Linked DNA regions of Sus scrofa: region 1 is linked to region 2. A link is a contact called in public HiChIP or PLAC-seq data. All regions are on one chromosome and are shown on one strand. The core of a region is the stretch at or near the end of the contact, and the rest is flanking DNA. Distances in the headings are between cores, read along the strand shown.

Region 1 (5,993 bases), core at 3,472-5,971, 210 kb after region 2:
TTGTTCTGATCAGATGTAGCCTTTCAGAATTCTTTCTGTTCCCCCTCATACTTTTTTTTAATACACTTATACAGTTTCTTTTTCTTTTTTTTGTCTTTTTGCTATTTCTTGGGCCGCTCCCGTGGCATATGGAGGTTCCCAGGCTAGGGGTCAAATCAGAGCTGTAGCCACTGGCCTACGCCAGAGCCACAGCAACGCGGGATCCGAGCCACGTCTGCAACCTACACCACAGCTCACGGCAACGCCGGATCGTTAACCCACTGAGCAAGGGCAGGGACCGAACCCGCAACCTCATGGTTCCTAGTCGGATTGTTAGCAACTGCGCCACAACGGGAACTCCCAGTTTCTTTTTCTTTTTTCTTTTTTCGTTTCTTGGTCTTTTCTAGGGCCTCACCCGCGACATACGGAGGTTCCCAGGCTAGGGGTTGAGTCCGAGCTGTAGCTGCCAGTCTACCCGAGAGCCACAGCAACTCCAGCTCCTAGCCGTGTCTTTGACCTACACCACAGCTCATGGTAACGCCGGATCCTTAACCCAATGAATGAGGCCAGGGATGGAACCTGCAACCTCATGGTTCCTGTTCGGATTTGTTAACCACTGAGCCACGACGGGAACTCCCACTTATACAGTTTCTTATAGCTCAGATTATTACTTCCATTGCTTTTTTTTTCTCATTTTTTTGGGGCTGCTCTTTGACATTAAGTTCTTGGGCCAGGGATCAGATCTGAGCCATAGTTGTGACCTATGCTGCTGGATCCTTTAGCCCACTGTGCAGGGTGGGGTATCAAACCTGCGTCCTGGTGCTGCAGAGACACTGCCTTTTCTGTTGTGTCACAGGGGGAACTCCTCTAGCTGCTTTTTGAAAGTGATTCAAACTTATATTGTTTTTGCTATTCATATATTTCAATAAATATAATTGCAAACGCTAAGTACTGCATTTCTACAGAAGTGCATTCATATATTCTATTTTTAACCTGGAAATTATTTTCTTTCAAACAGTATAAATTCGAAGTTCTACCCTCAAGAGACAATTCTCCAGCCTACACCTGCTGATACACCTCCTGCATGTCCTGCAAGGTTTAAGGGTCCCTCACTTAAGGCAGGACGATGGTCAAGCCTGTATGATTTTTGTCTCCAGCTGTGGTATAACCAGGATTTCAGAAACCATGCTTTATACATTAGTGAAGCTGCTTTCAAAAGGTAGTGGGTCTTGGGCATCTACCCGGACAAAACTCTACTTAAAAGAGACACATGCACCCGCATGTTCATTGCAGCACTATTCACAATAGCCAGGACATGGAAACAATCCAAATGTCCATCGACAGATGATTGGATTCAGAAGATGTGGTATATATACACAATGGAATACTACTCAGCCATAAAAAAGGATGACATCATGCCATTTGCAGCAACATGGATGGAACTAGAGAATCTCATCCTGAGTGAAATGAGTCAGAAAGACAAAGACAAATACCATATGATATCACTTATAACTGGAATCTAATATCCAGCACAAATGAACATCTCCTCAGAAAAGAAAATCATGGACTTGGAGAAGAGACTTGTGGCTGCCTGATGGGAGGGGGAGGGAGTGGGAGGGATCGGAAGCTTGGGCTTATCAGACCCAACTTAGAATAGATTTACAAGGAGATCCTGCTGAATAGCATTGAGAACTTTGTCTAGATACTCATGTTGCAACAGAAGAAAGGGTGGGGGAAAAATGTAATTGTAATGTATACATGTAAGGATAACCTGACCCTCTTGCTGTACAGTGGGAGAATAAAAAAATTATAAAAAAAAAAAAAGGTAGTGGGAACAGTGTAGGTGTTTTTACAGTTGTTCATGTGAACTCCGGGCACTCCTGAGCTCTTCTCTTCTTAATCCCCTCAATCTCAACTTTACACTCTACCAAAAAACAAAGCAAACAAGCAACAACCAAAAAACCAAATGATCAGAATATGAGTGGTATGGTGGGCAGAATAATGAGTCCCAAAGATATCTATGTCCTCTGCTGAAGAACCTGTGAATATTTGGGTTACATGGCAAAGGGGAATTAAGGTTATAGATCAAATTAAGGTTGCTAATCATCTGACTTTAAATTAGGCAAATTATCCTGGATTATTTAGATGGGCCCAATATAATCAGAAGGGTCTTTAAACTCGAATGAAGGAGGCAGAAGTGAGTCTGACAAAGACATGTGACAGTGGAAACAGGGTCAGAAAGATGCCGTTGTGTGGACTGTGATGATGGAGAAGAGGGGACAAGGGCTCAGGAATGTGGTTAGCCTCTCAAAGCTGCAAAAGGCAAGAAAACGGGTTCTCTCCTAGAGAATTCTAGACCCTCCAGAAAGGAATGTAGCTGTGCCAACATCTTGAGTTTAACCCAGTGAAACCTGTGCCAGTTCTTTGAATCACAGAACTGTAAGGCAATAAATCTGTTGTTGGTTGTTTTTATAATTTGTTTACAATAGCCATAAAAAAACTAGCACAGGGATTTGTGGGGGTTTTTGTCTGTGTGTGTGTGCTTTTAGTGCTGTACCCATGCATGTGGAAGTTCCTAGGCTAGGGATCGAATCGGAGGTATAGCTGCTGGCCACAGCCACAGCAGTGCAGGATATGAGCCATGTCTGCAACCTACACCACAGCTCATAGCAATGCCAGACCCTTAACCCACTGAGCGAGGCCAAGGATCGAGCTGGTATCCTCAAGGAACCTAGTCAGGTTCATTAACTGCTGAGCCATGAAGGGAACTCCCAGATTTGTGGGGTTTTTTTTATAATCAAAGATAATTCTTTTAACCAAGTCTGTATAAAATCAGAATTTTTTTTTTTTTTTTTTGTCTTTTGTCCTTTTAGGGCCGTACCCGAGGCATATGAAGGTTTACAGGCTAGGGGTCTAATCGGAGCTGTTGTTGCCGACCTAAGTCACAGCCACAGCAACGTCAGATCTGAGCCGAGTCTGCAAACTACACCACAGCTCATGGCAATGCCAGATACTTAACCCACTGATCGAGGCCAGGGATCAAACCTGCAACCTCATGGTTCCTAGTCAGATTTGTTTCCGCTTCGCCACGATGGGAACTGCAAATCAGAATTTTTTCATCATTCTCACCACTGATTTTTTTTTTTTGTCTTTTTAGGGCCACACCCACACAGCACATGCAGGTTCCCAGGCTGGGGGTCCAATCAGAGCTGCAGCCACTGGCCTACACCACAGCCAGAGCAAGGACAGATCTGAGAAGAGTCTGCATCCTATAACACTGCTCAAGGTAATGCTGGATCCTTAACCCACTGATCGAGGCCAGGGATTGAACCTGCAACCTCATGGTTCCTAGTCAGATTCGTTAACCACTGCGCCACGACGGGAACTCCCGGTTTATCTATCTTAAATTATGCTGCATCCAATTGTACTGCTCCTGATGAACTACAATTTGCTTATTTTTTGGACTTTATTAGATCAATTTTAAGTTTATAGCAAAATTGAGAGTAAGATACAGAGATTTCTCATATACACCCTCCCCTCACATTCGGTTTTTTTAAAGCCCTAAAGACAGACATTTATTTTTAATACTAATTTCTTTTAATACCAACTTCAGATTTGTTTCCCTAAATAGTGTTGCTTTAAATGAAGGTTTATATTACTAATTTCTGTAAATCCATTTGCTATTGCATACAACATAGTTCCTTTTTTTTTTAAGCAACTGCTTCATTTAATCCTCAGAGATTTTTTTTTCTCTCTCCATCCTAATAGTAAATCTCCAGATGAACTTTCTTTTTTTTTTTTATTTTATTTTAATTTTTTTTGTCTTTTTGTCTTTTTTTTGTTGTTGTTGTTATTGTTGCTATTCTTGGCCGCTCCCGGCATATGGAGTCCAGGCTAGGGTCGAATCAGAGCTGTAGCCACCGGCTACGCCAGAGCCACAGCAATGTGGGATCCGGCCGCGTCTGCAACCTACACCACAGCTCACGCAACGCCGGATCGTTAACCACTGAGCAAGGCAGGACCGAACCGCAACCTCATGTTCCTAGTCGATTCGTTAACCACTGCGCCACGACGGACCCCAGATGAACTTTCAATATACTCGTAGTACAGCTGCAGAAGTGAGGAGCGGCATCCCCTGGAGGTGAAGGGGGTTAGAAATCCACCTCCCAGAAGACTTCCTTGTGTTCTTCAGATTATTTCTCCCTGTAATAAGGACAATTGTGATAAAATGAATGGAATGCTTTGTTACAGGTGGACTTGTTATGTCCTCGCAGCCACCGCCTAAACAATACCTGAAAATGGGACAGCTGTGAGATTAAGTAAAGACATAACATATAAAGTGCAAGAACAACAAAAACAAAAACAACTCAGGGCATTTTGAGATGACTAGGTCAGCGTTAGCAAGGAGCAAAGTAGTTAACATCAATTTTATTTACTTAGCACGATATTAGTATTGTTTCATTGTTTTAAAAAATTCCCAACTTTTATCCATAAAGGTAGAGGTATATAACAATTTACGTGGTTTTCGGCAAAAGTCAAGGAAGCCTTAGAAGCAGAGAAAGCATTGACAGCCCCGGGTCTCGATGTCACAGCGGCGGCGTGCCCGTGTGACTGCGTGCGCGCGCGACGGGCGGGGCGGAGGCGGGCACGCGCGGGCGCACGGGGCGGGGCGGAGGGGAGGCCGGCGGGCACGCGCGCGAGGCTGTCCGGTCGGCAGGGGGCGCTGCGCACCCACGCGGCGCTCTGCCTGCCCCCGGTGCTGTCCGCGGCGGTTCGATTGGAGCAGCCGCCGAAGAGCTCTTGGCGCCATTTTGAAGCGGAGAGGAGGAGGAACGGCGGGGCTGGCTGCGGAAGGGGAGGGGGGGAGGAGGCGATTGGATGCGGCGGCGGCGGCGGATCCCGGAGAGCAGCGGAGTGAGAGGAGTAACGAGTCGGGCACCCGGAGGTAGGAAACAATTCAGTTAACGGGAAGAAAATGTCTCTTCTCTCTGGTCGCCGCGCTCCATTTTTCAGCGCCCGCCACCGCGGCTGTGTCTGTGGCGGGGCTCAAGCGCCGCCCGCCTGCCAGCCGAGACTCGCTTCCAGGCATCGGGGGCTGCAGCCGCCGGCTGCCTGGCGGCGGCGGGGCCGGGAGGAGTGGGGCGCGGGCCGGGGGCGTGGGCCCGGCTGTGCGGTGGGGGGTGGGGAGGGCCCCTCGGCCGCCGTGTTCCCTCCACGCCGTGGGCTCAGCCGCAGCCTCTGGAAATTAAACTTGCCGCCCTGGCCCGACCGGGGCGCCCGCGGCGACGGAGGCGGCGGGCCGCGGGCGGTGACCTTGCGCGCGCCGGGGGTCCGCGCCCGCTGCCGGGCTGCCCGGCCGCCCCGCAGCCCGCGCCCCGCCGCCGCCCCTCCCCCCCGCGCCCGGCCGGCCGGCGGCTGTTTCCCGGGCGGCAGGCGGGCGGCGCGGCGCTCCTGTTGAATCCTCCCGCGGGCGGGTTTTCCCCCTTCCGGGCGAGGGGCGGGGAGCGCGGGTCCCGGCTGACCCCGGGGCGGTTTGCGGGCCTCGGCCCTTCCGCCCCCGCGGCCGGGTCCCCCGCGCCGGGCCCGCTCCGCGCAGCCTCTGCTCCGGGCGACGACAAGGGCCGATAGAGTGACATTTTTATACGGTTACTTGCCAGTCGCCAGAGATAAAGCGCGCTCACCGCGCCTCTTGGAGCTGGTGCTGGGGGCACCCGAGGACCTAGTTGGGGAAGAGTCCAGACGGGCTGGAGTGGCTCCTCCCTGGCGACCACTGAGTCCTAGCTTTCCTTTAGGAAGCCTCGGAATTGGAACGACAGTGCAAACGGTGTCTGGTTGACGTTTTTTTGAGTCTGTTATCTTACTGACACCTGAAAAGTTTCTGGTCGGGAGAAAAAGCTTGTTTGTGGTTCTGTGCTGCTTTGCCTCTTGGTACATGCGCTGAAGCCGCGACACGCTAAGCCCTGGTACAGTTATTCGAGGGAATGACTCCGAACCCAGAAACGTAGCACCTCCGC
Region 2 (6,387 bases), core at 137-2,636:
ATGCTATGCACAGCTAATGAGTGTAAAAAACCTGGTACCACAGGAACAAGGAGCATAAAGTTATGGGGAGAGGGGGCAGTGCTATGGTAAAAAAATATATTTGGGAAGGTTGTATGACATACCAACAGTTCTCATTAAAACACTCCAATGAGGACCCTTGCCTCGCCCCCCCCCCCCAAAACAGGGTGTGAGGAGGGAAGCAAATTGTTCTGACCTTGAGGGTAAATACAGATTTAATAGGATAGTTAAGTACCTGAAGTCACACACACACTTGAACTGAAACCCAGTCTTTGTTGACCAGGCAACTTAAACTAAGATGATTCGATTTCCCCATCTGAAAATACCCAGTGATTTATAAATTATTATAAGACTAAGCATGATATTTCTTATAAGGCACAAAGCAGAACAACTCACAGATGTTCACTATGTGGTAGCTGTTATTGGGTAAAGATCAAGCGCCTGTGTTTCTTTGCTATTTAGACCTGGATGATCATAGCTGTGGTACCTATCTGTATTGGTAAGACTTCCTACTACAGCTAAGGATTATCAAACTAAAATGACACCCAAGGAACCAAGCAGAGGCCACCCTTTTTCTAATCCAAGGTTGCTTCCATTGTGCACTGTTAAGAGCCTTCAGGAAGCAGCAAGGCCCATGAGCCGCTCTCACCTCCAGAATCCAGCCGAAGGTTTTCTAGGTAATACTATAAACCTGAATTAAGCCTGGTGCTAAGCATATCTTGCAGGCGGTTGGAGGGAAGTCGGGCACAAAACAGTGCTTGGTACCCTAGGAATGTCAAGGGATATTACGGAAGCCCCCACAGGGAAGTACTTAATGCAGGAGACTTGAGGCGGGTTTTACAATTTTTTAAGCAGGGAAGCGGGTTCAGAGGTTTTGAAAACCAGCTGCCTGTGGACTAGAACTAATGTCCTCTGGCTTTAAACTGCAGCCCCTTCTACCCTAGAGGAGCAGGCAGCCGGGAAAAGGAGTCATCCACAGCCACGGACCACTGTGGGGTTTTCGAACATCTGCCTCTTTGGGGGACGCCCACTCTTAGAACAAAGACTTTTCAAAGACCCCAGGCCCTGTCCGAGGGGGCACCCAAACGTAGATGTAGCGGAGAGAAGGGGAAGAAGTCGGGGAGTATACACGGGACGCGCGGTCCCTCCCAGCAGCGCGGCCTGCTACTCTGAAGGCTCAGAAGAGTAACGCTGGGTACAGACTCTCAGGTAGTTAAACAATGATTGGCTTTGGCCATAAAAGGCAGCGGCTGCGGCGGCCCGGCCCGAGCCTGACTTCCGGGTGGCGCGCACGTTGCGTGCCGCGTCATGGCGTCATCGCGTCACGTGTCCCGAGAGCCGGCTTTTGGCGCGAGCGTCTGAAACCCGGTGGGCGGAGGCGGGGCTGCTGGGGCTCTGCGACCTGGGTGCTGTTTGGGGCTGTGGGTGGCGGCGGAAAGGAGTCTGGGGTCAGATTCCTCATCGAAGTGCCGGCGCGGGTTTTGTCAGCCTACTCTGGCCAAAGAGAGCTGCACCTCTGAAGGCGGTTAGTGTTGGCAGGAGTGGAGACCGGCCAGGCTTCCGCGGTCTCAGGCGGCGGGGAGCGCGTCTCGTGCCCGGGTGGGAGCCGCGGCCTCCGGCCCGGGATGGACCCCGCCAGCCCCTCGCAGGCCGGAGAGGGACCTGCTCTCAGGGCCGGAGGTTCGAGCCCCGCCCCTTCCCGGGAACTCCATTGCCCAGCTGGGGGGGGGCCTCTAGTCCCAGAAGTCCCAATCCGAAATTTCCTTAATTGGAAATAGGATAAAGTTATTTTAGCGGAATCTTGCTCTTTTGGAAAGTGTTTTAAAACCTATGGCACACTGTATCTTAGTCCCCAGGTAATTGCTGTGTTACGAAGATTTACTGATTGGGCATTGCGAAATGGTGTTTATCTCATAGCCCCTGCTAACTGCGCCGCCACTAGCCACACGTGACTAGTTAACTTAAGAGAGATAATACTATTGAAAATTCTGATTTTAAGTCATACTTGACACATTTCAAATGCTTAATGTGGCTAGTGGCTGCCGTATTAGACGGCACAGATATAGAATCTTCCTTCATTGCGTTGAATCTTGTCCCAAAAGTGGGACCAAGTAAATAGACAATGTAATTTTAGGCAAGTTTACCCGCTTCCGATTTTACCTCAGAGTCACTTAACAAGGACTCTATCCTGTGAAGTATATTTTGGTGTTCTCTTTTGCAGACTCATTTACCAAACGTCGGAGGCATATTGTAGATAAAAATGCCGATTGGATGCAAAGAGAGACCAACTTTTTTTGAAATTTTTAAGACGCGATGCAACGAAGCAGGTATTGACAAATTTTATATAAATTGATCAATTACACTAAGAAAAATGTTTTCAGAAAAACATTTAACTGTGCTGCTTGCTGAAAAGAATCCAATACTTCACATTTTTGTTTACACCATAAACTGTGCTTTATATAGAGTCAAATCAGTTAGGAAAATAATCATTTACATTTAACCACATGGTTAAGTGTAGAACCTGTAGTGGACAAAGAGGAGACTGGCCCTTTGATTGGCAGTAGAATTGTTTTTTTTCAGCAGAAAACTTTTAGCCACATCAGACGCATTGGTAACATAGAGCAGAATACTGAGACCAAACTTATTGGTCTCAGTATTCCTTCCACTCTAAAAATGATGGAGGACCAAGAGCTTTTGTTTATTATAGGTGAACATATTAGAAATTTAAAAGAACTTTTAAAAAGTTATAACTTAATAATAAGTAAATAAACCCATTGTATATTGATGTGAATAACATGTTTTTGAAAAATAACCACTCCCCCAACGGGAGAAGAGTGACATTATTTTAACATTTTGCAATTCTCCTTCAGTATCTGGCTCAGGAGAAGATGGCTGGATTCTTAGACCCGTTTTGTGTTTGATCTGTTACAATGTTGTTTGGAAGAAGTGTATGAAGAAAACCCAACCTCACTCAGCAGTGTAGTTAGAAAAAGGAGTATTTTAATGGTCTTCAGTTACTCTTGGGTATTTTTCTTTGGTACTACACCAAAGCTTAAGTAGTAGCCTCTTAGAAGTTACAATGTGGAATCTGAAACCATGTAATGAATTTTTCATACTCTTGTTACATTAAATTCAGTTAGTGTTTCTTGCCTCTTGAATAAATCTTTTATACATGTTGTAACATCATTCATGGATTGTATGAAAAATATTGATGTTCTGAATTACACAGACATTCCGTATATTGACATACTGCATTAGATATTATTAAAAAATCATGGAGTTCCCTGGTGGCTCAGTGGCTTAAGGATCCAGCATTGTCACTGTTGCAGCTCGGATCTCTGCTGTGGTGAGGGTTCTATCCCTGGCCCCGGGAACTTATGCATGCCACAGATACAGCTGAAAAGAAAAAAAAAAAAAAAATCACATTGATTACTTGACTGATGTCATCAGAAAAGTTTTAGGAAGATGTCAAGCTCAAAGCCTGATAGAGTTTAACGAACGTCTTATTCTCATTTGGAAGCTCACATTTTGCTATCGGCAACAAACTGTTGTTTTCCCTGAAGTAACAGGCTCGGTTCATTCATTTTTGAGAAAGTGTGTACCAAGTCACTCAACTCAGAATAACTTAATCATTCTTTCTAGTAAAAATGGCTTTCCATGAAAAAAAGTGCTAATTCGGCTCACAGTTCATCACATGAGTGCTTTTCTAGACGACTATTGTACTTATATATACAGAAATGCTTATGCATGCTTCCCATTTTGCCACAGAGAATATTAAAAAGGTATGCTGTAGGATTAGATTTTAATAGAATTAACTTTTGCTACATTGTTAAGGACACGCAAAGTTAAACTTGCTTTTTGTCTTTGTTTTTTAACAAAGGCATGTTGATGAAGACCGCAGTGACTGCTAGTGCAGTGTGGCCACTGTCTTGACTGATGTAAAGTTGTCATCGGTTTTACCCACCAGCGGTGCGGACGTCCACATTGTGAAAAAGGCAAATGATGCCTCATAGTATGAAAATAGTTTTGACGTTATGGGCCTCTTGAAAAGGGTCTTACGGAACTTCCCTCCAAATTTCCACGGACCACGCTATGAAAACCACTACTTTAAGCATAGATCATGGGAGAAATTTTGACATTCTCTATGACAGAGACTCTTTATAAGGCCGTACCTGTGACATGTGAAAGTTCCTGGGATAGGGATCAAATTGGAGCTGCAGCTGCTGGCCTAAATTACAGCCACAGTAATGCCAGATCCTAGCCATATCTGAGACCAACACTGCAGCTCACAGCAGCACCGGATCCTTAACCCACTGAGTGAAGCCAGGGATCGAACCTGCATCCTCATCAATACTAGTCAAGTTCTCAACCTACTGAGCCACAATGGGAATGCCGACAGAGAATCTCTTTATTCTGTTTTATTTTTGAGTCTACCTGTCTCTTGTGCCTATTGATTTGTCAAGCCACTTAAGAAATGTTGCCACTTATTTGAATTGTATCTGTGGAATGCATTCTTTTTTTTTTTTTTTTTTTTTGTCTTTTCTATGGCCGTACCTGCAGCACATGGAGGTTTCCAGGCTAGGGGTCCAATTGGAGCTATAGCTGCTGGCCTACGCCAGAGCCACAGCAATGTGGGATCCAAGCTGTGTCTTCAGTCCACACGCAGCTCATGGCAACACCAGATCCTTAACCCACTGAGCAAGGCCAAGGATCGAACCCGCAACCTCATGGTTCCTAGTCAGATTGGTTAACCACTGAGCCATGATGGGAACTCCTGGAATGCATTCTTATTATGGATGATTTTTATTTCTGAATTGTGAATATAAAAGAAAACTTTAGAAGAGCTATTATAGCTATTGTAACTTGTGTAAACTCCTGTTATACCTTACTACAGGATCATAAGAGAATAGATTAATGATAAGTGTACCTTGAAAGTAATCCACAGGCAAAATCCAGGCATCCTTTTCTTTATTATAATCTTTATTGGCTCATGGATTTTTTTGTGTTACTGATTAAAACCCAGATGGGATTCTAATTTTTCTTACAGATTTAGGACCAGTAAGCCTTAATTGGTTTGAAGAACTTTCTTTAGAAGCTCCACCATATAATTCTGAACCTTCGGAAGAATCAGAATATAAAAATAGCAGTTATGAACCAAACCCATTTAAAACACCGCAAGGAAACCTTATCATCAGTTGGCTTCAACTCCAGTAATATTCAAAGAACAAGGTCTAACTCTGCCACGGTACCAGTCTCCTTTAAAAGAATTAGATAAATTCAGATTAGATGCAGGTAAGTGATGCGGTTGACTGGAAAAAACATGAACTAGTAATTCAGACAAATTTGTGTTAAAAAAAATCCTGACTCTGTTGTTAAGCATGTTGTGTTGGTCAGATCAGCCTCTCTGGCCACACTTGACCTGCCTCAAAAGTGGAAATGATCAAAATGCTACCTAGGTTTGGGTTATATAAAATAATGTAGGTACTTAATAAATGTTCCTTTCCCTCCTTCCTTCGATTAGTGTATCCTGCCCAGTGAGATTTGCTGAATTGTATCTTCCCTATACAAAAAGCTTAGGGCTTGTTTTGATGTTAAACTAAACTATATTTATGCATGTTATCACAGATGACATATATTTTTAACAACTGTGGTAAATATCTTTTGACATTTGGAAGTATGTTTCCTGGCCTATGTACCAGATGTTTGCAATTTACATGTAATAAGACTGTATAGTCATTCACATATTTATTACCTGCTTGATTTAAGTAATATACTCTCCCTTTCTTTGGAGTATTGTTTTCTAGCAAGGGGAATTAACAATACAGGTAAAATGTAGTCTAAGCTTGAATGTGGTGCATGCCAAAAGAAAAGTACAAAAAGTATAATGAGTGTAAATAGTGTTGGGGTTGATTAGGGATGTTTTCAGTTGAGATAGAAACCTTGACGAATGGATGAGGTTCAGAAATTCGAAGATGGGGTAGAGTGAGCATGTTCTAGGCAAAGGGAAAAGCATGAGGAGATATAGTTTGTGAACTTAATTCAGAACTGTTTAGAGTGTTGCATGTCTGAAAGGAATCAATAAACAACCTAAGGCTAAAAGAGCAGATTTAGAGCCAGGCATTGAATGCCAAGCTAATGAAATTGAATTTATTTGGTGAGTTGCTGAGCAGAGAAATCCCATGCAAATTGAATCATGCTACTTCCTGCTTCAGCCCTCTGATTACCTCCCTTTGCCCTCATGATAAAATCCAGACTCCTTAATGTGATTTACAAGGTCCTTCATGATCTGTTCCTTCATTAACTCTTGCCTCATCTTTCCATAATTCCCTTCCCACCCACCCTCAATGTACCATTCATTCATAATGATTT

What was found. HiChIP or PLAC-seq counts read pairs in DNA pulled down with a chosen protein or histone mark.
Region 1: a contact with region 2 is called in an H3K27ac HiChIP or PLAC-seq map of alveolar macrophages. The contact joins the promoter of PDS5B here to the promoter of BRCA2 in region 2. A contact is called at or near these places in 2 of 47 Hi-C or Micro-C datasets (embryonic fibroblasts and skeletal muscle) and 1 of 2 datasets of contacts at active chromatin or transcription factors (alveolar macrophages).

What each region holds. Positions count from the first base shown.
Region 1 is chr11:9,009,973-9,015,965 of Sscrofa11.1, forward strand. It overlaps PDS5B (sister chromatid cohesion protein PDS5 homolog B), which reads left to right and starts at 4,722. Exons shown (of 35, transcript XM_021065557.1): 1 at 4,722-4,924.
Region 2 is chr11:8,804,564-8,810,950 of Sscrofa11.1, forward strand. It overlaps BRCA2 (breast cancer type 2 susceptibility protein), which reads left to right and starts at 1,387. Exons shown (of 37, transcript XM_021065184.1): 1 at 1,387-1,543; 2 at 2,240-2,345; 3 at 5,066-5,191; 4 at 5,194-5,310. The coding sequence starts at 2,279. It overlaps ZAR1L (ZAR1-like protein), which reads right to left and starts at 1,313. Exons shown (of 4, transcript XM_021065181.1): 1 at 1-1,313.